Linked DNA regions of Mus musculus: region 2 is linked to region 1. Evidence: chromatin contacts called from public HiChIP or PLAC-seq data. All regions are on one chromosome and are shown on one strand. The core of a region is the stretch at or near the end of the contact, and the rest is flanking DNA. Distances in the headings are between cores, read along the strand shown.

Region 1 (3,639 bases), core at 783-3,282:
ATCTTTATCTATGATGGTTCATGCTTGTAATCCCAGCATCACAGACTAAGAAAGGATTGCTGTGTAAGTTTTAGGTCATTGACCTAGGCTACACATTGGCTAGAGTTGAGGCCCTGTCTTAGAAACAAAAACAATGCATATACAATATGTTATATAGAGAATATGTACATTATACACAGTGCAGGTATTCAGTGCTCAGTAGTATGATGCTTGCCTAACATATACAATAACCTAGATTAGATCTCTAGAATCACATGTGATTAATTTAATCAGAGACTAATTTAATCTAGAGATTAAATCACACACATATATATTGATAAGGATTTCGCTTATCAATATACACAATATAAACAACTCCTTAAAACCATTATTTATCAGTCATAACTGCTTGAGTGTTTCCTGGTAAGACCACCAGCAAAGCAATAAAAAAGAGCAATTTCCCTGCTTTTGTAATCAGTAGTGGAAAAGCAGCAATATAAAACTAGACAGCATTAGAGTTAAAAATAGACACATACATACCTGAATAAATGAAAGAGCTCTCTACAGGAATAGACTAGCGCTGTTTCTGTAACCCATTGGAAGCCAAATAGTTCTACTGTATCCTCTTCAAAATTAGTTGGTAATGGATCAAGATTTAAAATTAACCTGTAATGAAAACAATGACTTAAATCATTTGAATCCAGACTATACATGCCATGATGACGCGCACAAACACATATGTATATGTGTATGTGTGTGTGTGTTGGGGGGGGGGGGGAGGGGTTACTTGACACCTTATGTTGTGTCCAAAAGGAAAATCTAAATGGAGTCCAAGCAATATACAAAGTGGTCTGAGGTCACAGTAATTTATCTTTGAACAAGAAAATGGGTTTTCAGAACACCAAATATTCCGAATTAGGAAGAATGACATCATATAGATACCTAATGTGGTTTAAGGTTATTAACAAATTATTAACAAGGTATAATCATACAATCAACAAAAAATGGTTTTCTTTAATGAAGTTTCCTCAAAGGGCATTACCTAAATAATTCAAGAACAGCAATTTTATTGTAATATTCATTCGACTAATGTGTCTATGAATTCTGTATGCCGATGCTTTGGATGGAAAGAACCCGTGCAACAAAAACTATCAGGTTCTACTTATAAACTACTGAAAACTTATAGATAACTATTACCCCTTAAAAGGAAATACAAGTTCCAAGAGACTAGGCTGCTCTGAAACCAGTCTAAGTAAATTAAATATCCAGCTACCCACTCCTAAGAGATTATCAATTATCCAGAAAGTTCTTCTATATACTAAGCGTATGTAAAACGAGGCTTGCTGAGCACCTACGTTAGACATTGGTGATAATCAACATTGCTGGGGGTGGGGACCTTCAATTCGGTTTTTTGTTGTTTGTTTGTTTTTTAACCTACCGCTTAAGGGCGCCACTGGCAAGGTAGGACTCTCCAGAGAATTTTCCTTCTCTGTTGTCAAAAGCGCAAGAAAAGCAGGGGGGTTTGCACCACTCTGTCCCCAGCTCCAGCTCTAAGCTGTCAGTCAAGAAGGTCGACGCTGCTGAACAGCCATCCATTATTTACATCCTGCTCTGCAATGCCACCGCGGTTCCGGGCAGTTACGTTCGGGCTCCGAAGACAAGCTGCAAGAGGCTGAAAGTACGGTAAGGAGCTACCTCGGAGATCCAAAATGTGCCCTCAGCACCCGGGGAAACCAACGTGAAAGCAGAGAAGCTGAAGGCAACAGGTCCAGAATCCTCCGGGCGTCCCGCAGGCGCCGGAGCCGCCAAGCCTTCCAACGCCGCCCTCGCTCCCTCCGGGCTGCCGTGGGTTTTGAGGCCCTCGCGCACCTCCTCAGGCTGGTTTCCCCGCACGGCCCGGATGGAGCACGCAGCCCCGCCGCCTCCCTCCGTCTCCCTCAGTCCCAGCGCGGCGTTCGGGGCGGGCGAGCGCGCGGGAAAACCGCAGGCCCCCGCAAACCTAGAACGCGGAACGCAGCGCCGGGCAGAGGAAACCGGAAGCAGGCGAAATTCCCGCCACGGCGTGCCCCGCCTCCGGCGCCGCCCTCTCGCGAGTCCTCACTGGCGCGGACCGAGATCTCGCGAGAGCCCGTCGGCCCGGACAAGTCCAGGGATTCGCTCTTCACGGTTCTCCGTACCGTTGAGAGTTTGCGAGGTGGCCAGCTCTCCGCTGAAGCCTGGAAGTAGGGTCTGCGAACGGCGGGGATCAGCTTCAGGCCGGGCTCTGGAGAGCCCCGCGCCTGCCTCGGCCTCCCGCAGCCCGGCCACCCTCTTCCTGCCCTGGGGCCCACCCCGGCTTTCCTGTGTTGGATGCCTTCTGCTCTGCAGCAGTGACCCAGAACACAAGGGACACATTGACTAAGTTAGATGGCTTTTTTTCCTCAGACATAACAACTTTTGCTCCCTTTGCAATACATTGTAACTCTGGACAAGAGTTACAATTTTGTAAAAATATTTTCCGATCCATTTTCCTTATTAAAGTGTTCTTTAAAGTTGACTCGAATATTACTGTCTTGAGATGGGGGTGGGGGGCATGGGGATTCAAATGCCTGCTGCATTTAAATATATTGCTTTACTTGCGGGCATCCACTTCATAGGGAACCTACCCTAACTCTTAGATGTTAAAATCAACGTATTTTCAAATGACATGTGGGATGAAGCGGAAGAAAAAAAAAATTCCCACTGCAGTGTAGGGCTACTATAGTACATGTATTTGTGCAGCCCAGTTGAGGTACTCTGAGACCTGATGCTTTTTTTTGTTGACTGCTGATGATAGCTGGTGATGAGTATTGTATCATGAAGGTCTCTTCCACAGTGATGTCAAGAGTATGTTTTCTGAATATGAGAATACCTAGTGTTGGCACTGCAATTAGGACAACATACCATACGGCCATTTTTCTTCCTCCCATCAACATTCCAGTACACTCTTGTCTGTTGTGTTTGTTTAAATACCTGATGTTGATTATGTGAGCTCAACTTATGTGAATCATGGAGTGGGAAGAACTAAAGAAATGACAGAGGCCAATTAAGGTGATACTTAATGAAATGGTCACTTACAAAGGTGTGTCCATGGTTACTGGATCCCAAAATGGGATGACTAGGCACCCACAGCTAATAGAGACAATTATCATTCTTGAGCAGAAAAGTAAGGATCAACACGGATTACTAGAGAGGAGTGAGACCTGTGCCTGTAGGATGCAGTCACCTAACTTATCGTCACACAACAGTGGTTGCCTTCACAGACAAACACAACTGTCCCACCACAGACAAGTGGGGGAAACACTGAAAGGAGTAAACCACATCCCATGTTTCACTCCTGTCGGCCAAAACAAACCAAAGCGCAAAGCAAGGGTGTAGCCTATCAAGTGTATGTAGTCCAGGTTAGAAATGAAAAGAACTAAAGAGAAGTTAGAGACTCTTCTTTGAATCAGACAAAATTGTAATTATTTTTATCTTAATTTTGACAAGATATAGAAATGTTAAGAACTTAAGTATAAGCTTCCATAGATAGAAATAGCTATTATATATTTATTAATATAACATAATACTGTTACAACAGAAATATTCAAATAATATTGTTTTGTAAAGATGAAATGCTGGTATTTTGTCCAGCTGCCCCCA
Region 2 (3,536 bases), core at 500-2,999, 100 kb before region 1:
CAACCAATTACGGACTGAAGCTTACAAAAGAGAGGCAAGCAAACCTTCCTTCCCATACTTTATTATTCGGTAAGCTAATGTGAAGCTGACTAATAGAAGCTGTGTTAATAGAAGACCTGAACAGAGTACGTAGAAAACTTAGCATGCTTTTTTTTTCCTTCTGAGACAAGGTTTCTCTGTGCAGACCTTGCTGTCCTGGAACTCATTTTGTAGATTAAGCTGTCCTTGAACTCACAGAGATCTACCTGCCTCTGCCTCTTGAGTGCTGGGACTAAAGGTGTGCACTACCACATGCAGCAGAAGATTGGAAACTCTTGTTTTGGCCCCATCAAATGTGTCTCCAAACTGGTGCAGTTTACATGATTCAGTGTGTGGAAATAGACGTCTCACATACAGTGAAGCAATTCTTAGTATTGTCAGAGCTGTGCAAGGATTGCCAGAGTCATGTTTGTACCACGTTTGTTATCTCAGCAAGAAAGCCTACACTCTAGTTATCATCTGCTTCCCCTAGGTAAGGGAGCTTATCTACTTCTGTCTCAGAGACATGTTTTCTGAGAGCTGGTGGAATCCAATATAGATAATGCTATTCAAATGGCATATAATTTAAAACTTATGAATCATTCCTTCCAGAATTTTCCAGTTAGTATTAACAGTTGACCTATGGTGGATAACATGTAGTAGGTGAAACCACAGGAAATCAAACCATAACTGTACGACTGCAGTGCTGTTTGCTCTGAGGAAGCAAACCTTGAATGAAGAAGTGCAAGGCTTTCGATGCACTTCAACATGTTGAAGTTTAACAAGGACAGTGTTTCTAAGAGCCACCAGAGGGCACGTCCTCCTACCAAGTGATAGCACCATACGGAAGTGTAATAGACACTCTTTTCCTGAATCAGACTAAGAACAGACAGGAATACTACAAACACTGAAATGAATATATATTTAAAAAAATGTTAACCTTTTTGAGAAAAGACTTTCCACCACCACTTTGGGGATTGCTCTCAGATCCCCAGCCTACCTTGTAAACTCATCTTAGCGAGTTACAACACACACACACACACACACACACACACACACACACACCCTCTTCACAAACACAATGGCCTAACTGCTTATCAGGACAGAGCTAGGATTCCTGTTCTGCATTCTCAGCGAGCTTATTAAAAGCATGTGGGGGGGGGGGGGGGCGGCAGGATTCACAGTTTAGAGTGATCATGCAAATTAAGGCTGATGACACCAAGAGGACATGGACTGGAATCAAGGGTACTTGCCAGGTTTGTCCCAAACAGCTAGCAGACAACTAAAGAGAAGAGACAGACCTCTCGCCACCTGATATTTGACAAGTCCCATGTGGCATCACAGGAAGCCTGCAGATTTTTTTTTTGAGGACATAAAAAGCCTAATCAAAGGAAATACCCCATAAAGTACTTGCCTCAAGGGGTTAAAACAAAACTCTAAATAAACTAGGCTGAATGTATCCGAATTTGATTCTTTTTCCCCACCTCAGCCCAGCCACTATCAATATTTGATTCGTTAGCCATGATTCATACTAAGAGATAGAAAATAACCCTGTACCTCTAATATCAATTTAACCCATGAGAAAATTAGCCGCTTAGCCTGGACACAGAAAAAGCTAACAAAAATCAAGACTGATGAAACCAACCTTGGGGTTCATTTACCAACACCAAACATTTCAGGATGCCAGGAAGGAGCAGCTCAAGGTCACAGGCACCCATTTCGGTGTCCTTGAAGAGCTGAAGGACGAAGGCCAATACGGATGCTAATCGAGGAGGGGGTGAGGACCCTTTGAACTCAAGGTAGGATTTCCTGAAAAGAAGCAACTTTAGTTGAGTTTTCTTCTATTTAAAGCTCTACTGAGCAGAATCAAATGCCATGTATGTTAAAGATAACTGTCAAAATGATTTCCTTAAGTAAAGTATATTTTTAAAAAACAATGTAGGTAGTCTGTCATGTTAACTTTAAAGACCATTTTGGTGTGTTGTGTGCTCTGAAAGGTAGTAGGGATATAAAGAAACTTAAAGCAACTTAGCTGTAGACTGAATTTACCTAACCTAATTGCTAACTTGTTTTCTCCTCTTCCCACGGATGTCTCATATCCCTTCTCAGTTTTGCCACGAATCAACATTTCCTCTAATGTCAAATTTGCATAAATAAATCTCCCCTCACATTTATTTATTTAGAATTTAGTAGGGGGTCTTATGTTTCTAAATAAATAAAAGGACTATACTAGGAATTAGCTTCCAGTTCTAGCTTTACCTTTCTTTCTTCCAGTAGGAATTTAGAGAACTAACTTTAGATTGAATATCATCTCTCAGGGTACAATAAATTGGAACATTAAAATTCAAGAGAGGTTGTAAGACTAACAACCTCCTTTACTCAGCTTCCCACTTAACTGCTTAGAACTAGTTCTGGTCACTGTTCAGAAAATGAGTAAGTGTGACAAGTGTTGAGTTTCTTTTGAAAAAAAATCTAGACATTATCAGAGTTGGTCAAATATTATTTAACCCTCACCCCACTATATTTTTAATTGTGCTGATGAACTTACAAAGTAGGCAAGCTTCCTAACACTGAGGTACATTCCCAAACCCAAATACTACCTGGTTCCAACTACATATATATACACACATATTTGTTTGAAAACTAACAGTACATAAGGAGACACAGTGAACACTAGAGCTTAAAATTCATTCAAGGAACTACACTTCAGAATCACTCTTGTTCCACCTACACAGTGACTCTCAATCCCAGATTGAGATTTTACAGTCCTAGATACATCAACTCTCTGAAGTAGTATTCATTTTGTTCTGTGCACTGCTGAATTACTAATGCCCCAAATAAACCTTTATTTGGCACATACTAGACACCACAAGCAAATTAAAAATAAGCATATACAATTATGTAAAAAAGAACAAACCACAGACTCATTATCTAGTGAAGAAGTTAGATATGATTACACCCCAAAAAGGGAACAATATTAATCCATGTGAGTAGTGCTTTTTGACAAACATAAGGACAGAAGCATCAGAAATTCTGAGCAAGCAGCCTAACTCAAACAGATCACACAGTAGAAAAGGGCAGACTAGAGGAGCCACAGGAACCCACCTCTATTTCTGCTGAATATTGAAACCAAACACCCACACACGTTTCTGGTCAACTAGAACCTACTATGGAAAGAAGAATAAGCCCATCCTTAGCTAAACATGAAATACAACAGAAATCTGAGAATCCCAGCTGAGATACTAAGCCAGGGTCTTAACTTGGTGATAGGGACTTGAATTCACTTACCCATTTGTCATGAAACAATATTAAAACCAAGCAATGTCTGGCACACTATAACAGATTACTATAGTCTTGCTGGAAATGAAAGATCCAACTAAGGCAAAAATTATTCAGAACCTGAAAGTTGGGTCGTACAAGACATATGCTACCCTGTGGTATTAGGTGCAGGCTTATAAAGAACAAACAGGAGTCCAGAGGGACAGCTTTTTAATGAAGAGACTGGCGGAGGCAAAGCC

The links. HiChIP or PLAC-seq counts read pairs in DNA pulled down with a chosen protein or histone mark.
Region 2: a contact with region 1 is called in an H3K27ac HiChIP or PLAC-seq map of embryonic stem cells, with 5 read pairs. The contact joins the enhancer-like site here to the promoter of Mms22l in region 1. A contact is called at or near these places in 1 of 39 promoter capture datasets (second pharyngeal arch cranial neural crest), 9 of 484 Hi-C or Micro-C datasets (the CH12 cell line, the G1E-ER4 cell line, LSK cells and 3 more), 6 of 115 datasets of contacts at active chromatin or transcription factors (the SCID.adh cell line, bone marrow-derived macrophages, embryonic stem cells and 1 more) and 3 of 9 other capture datasets (adipose tissue, liver and pancreatic islet).

What each region holds. Positions count from the first base shown.
Region 1 is chr4:24,494,844-24,498,482 of GRCm38.p6, reverse strand. Mms22l (MMS22-like, DNA repair protein) reads right to left here and starts at 2,032. Exons shown (of 24, transcript NM_199467.3): 1 at 1,418-2,032; 2 at 520-645. The coding sequence starts at 1,575.
Region 2 is chr4:24,594,429-24,597,964 of GRCm38.p6, reverse strand. It overlaps Mms22l (MMS22-like, DNA repair protein), which reads right to left. Exons shown (of 24, transcript NM_199467.3): 21 at 1,664-1,827. Among named protein-coding and RNA genes, the nearest start is that of Gm31436, 72 kb to the left of the region's middle. Within about 2 kb of position 1,749, at least 4 of the 459 cell types and tissues checked have an H3K27ac peak or open chromatin away from gene starts, as enhancers often do. A contact at or near this core is called in the G1E-ER4 cell line and embryonic stem cells, where this site is marked.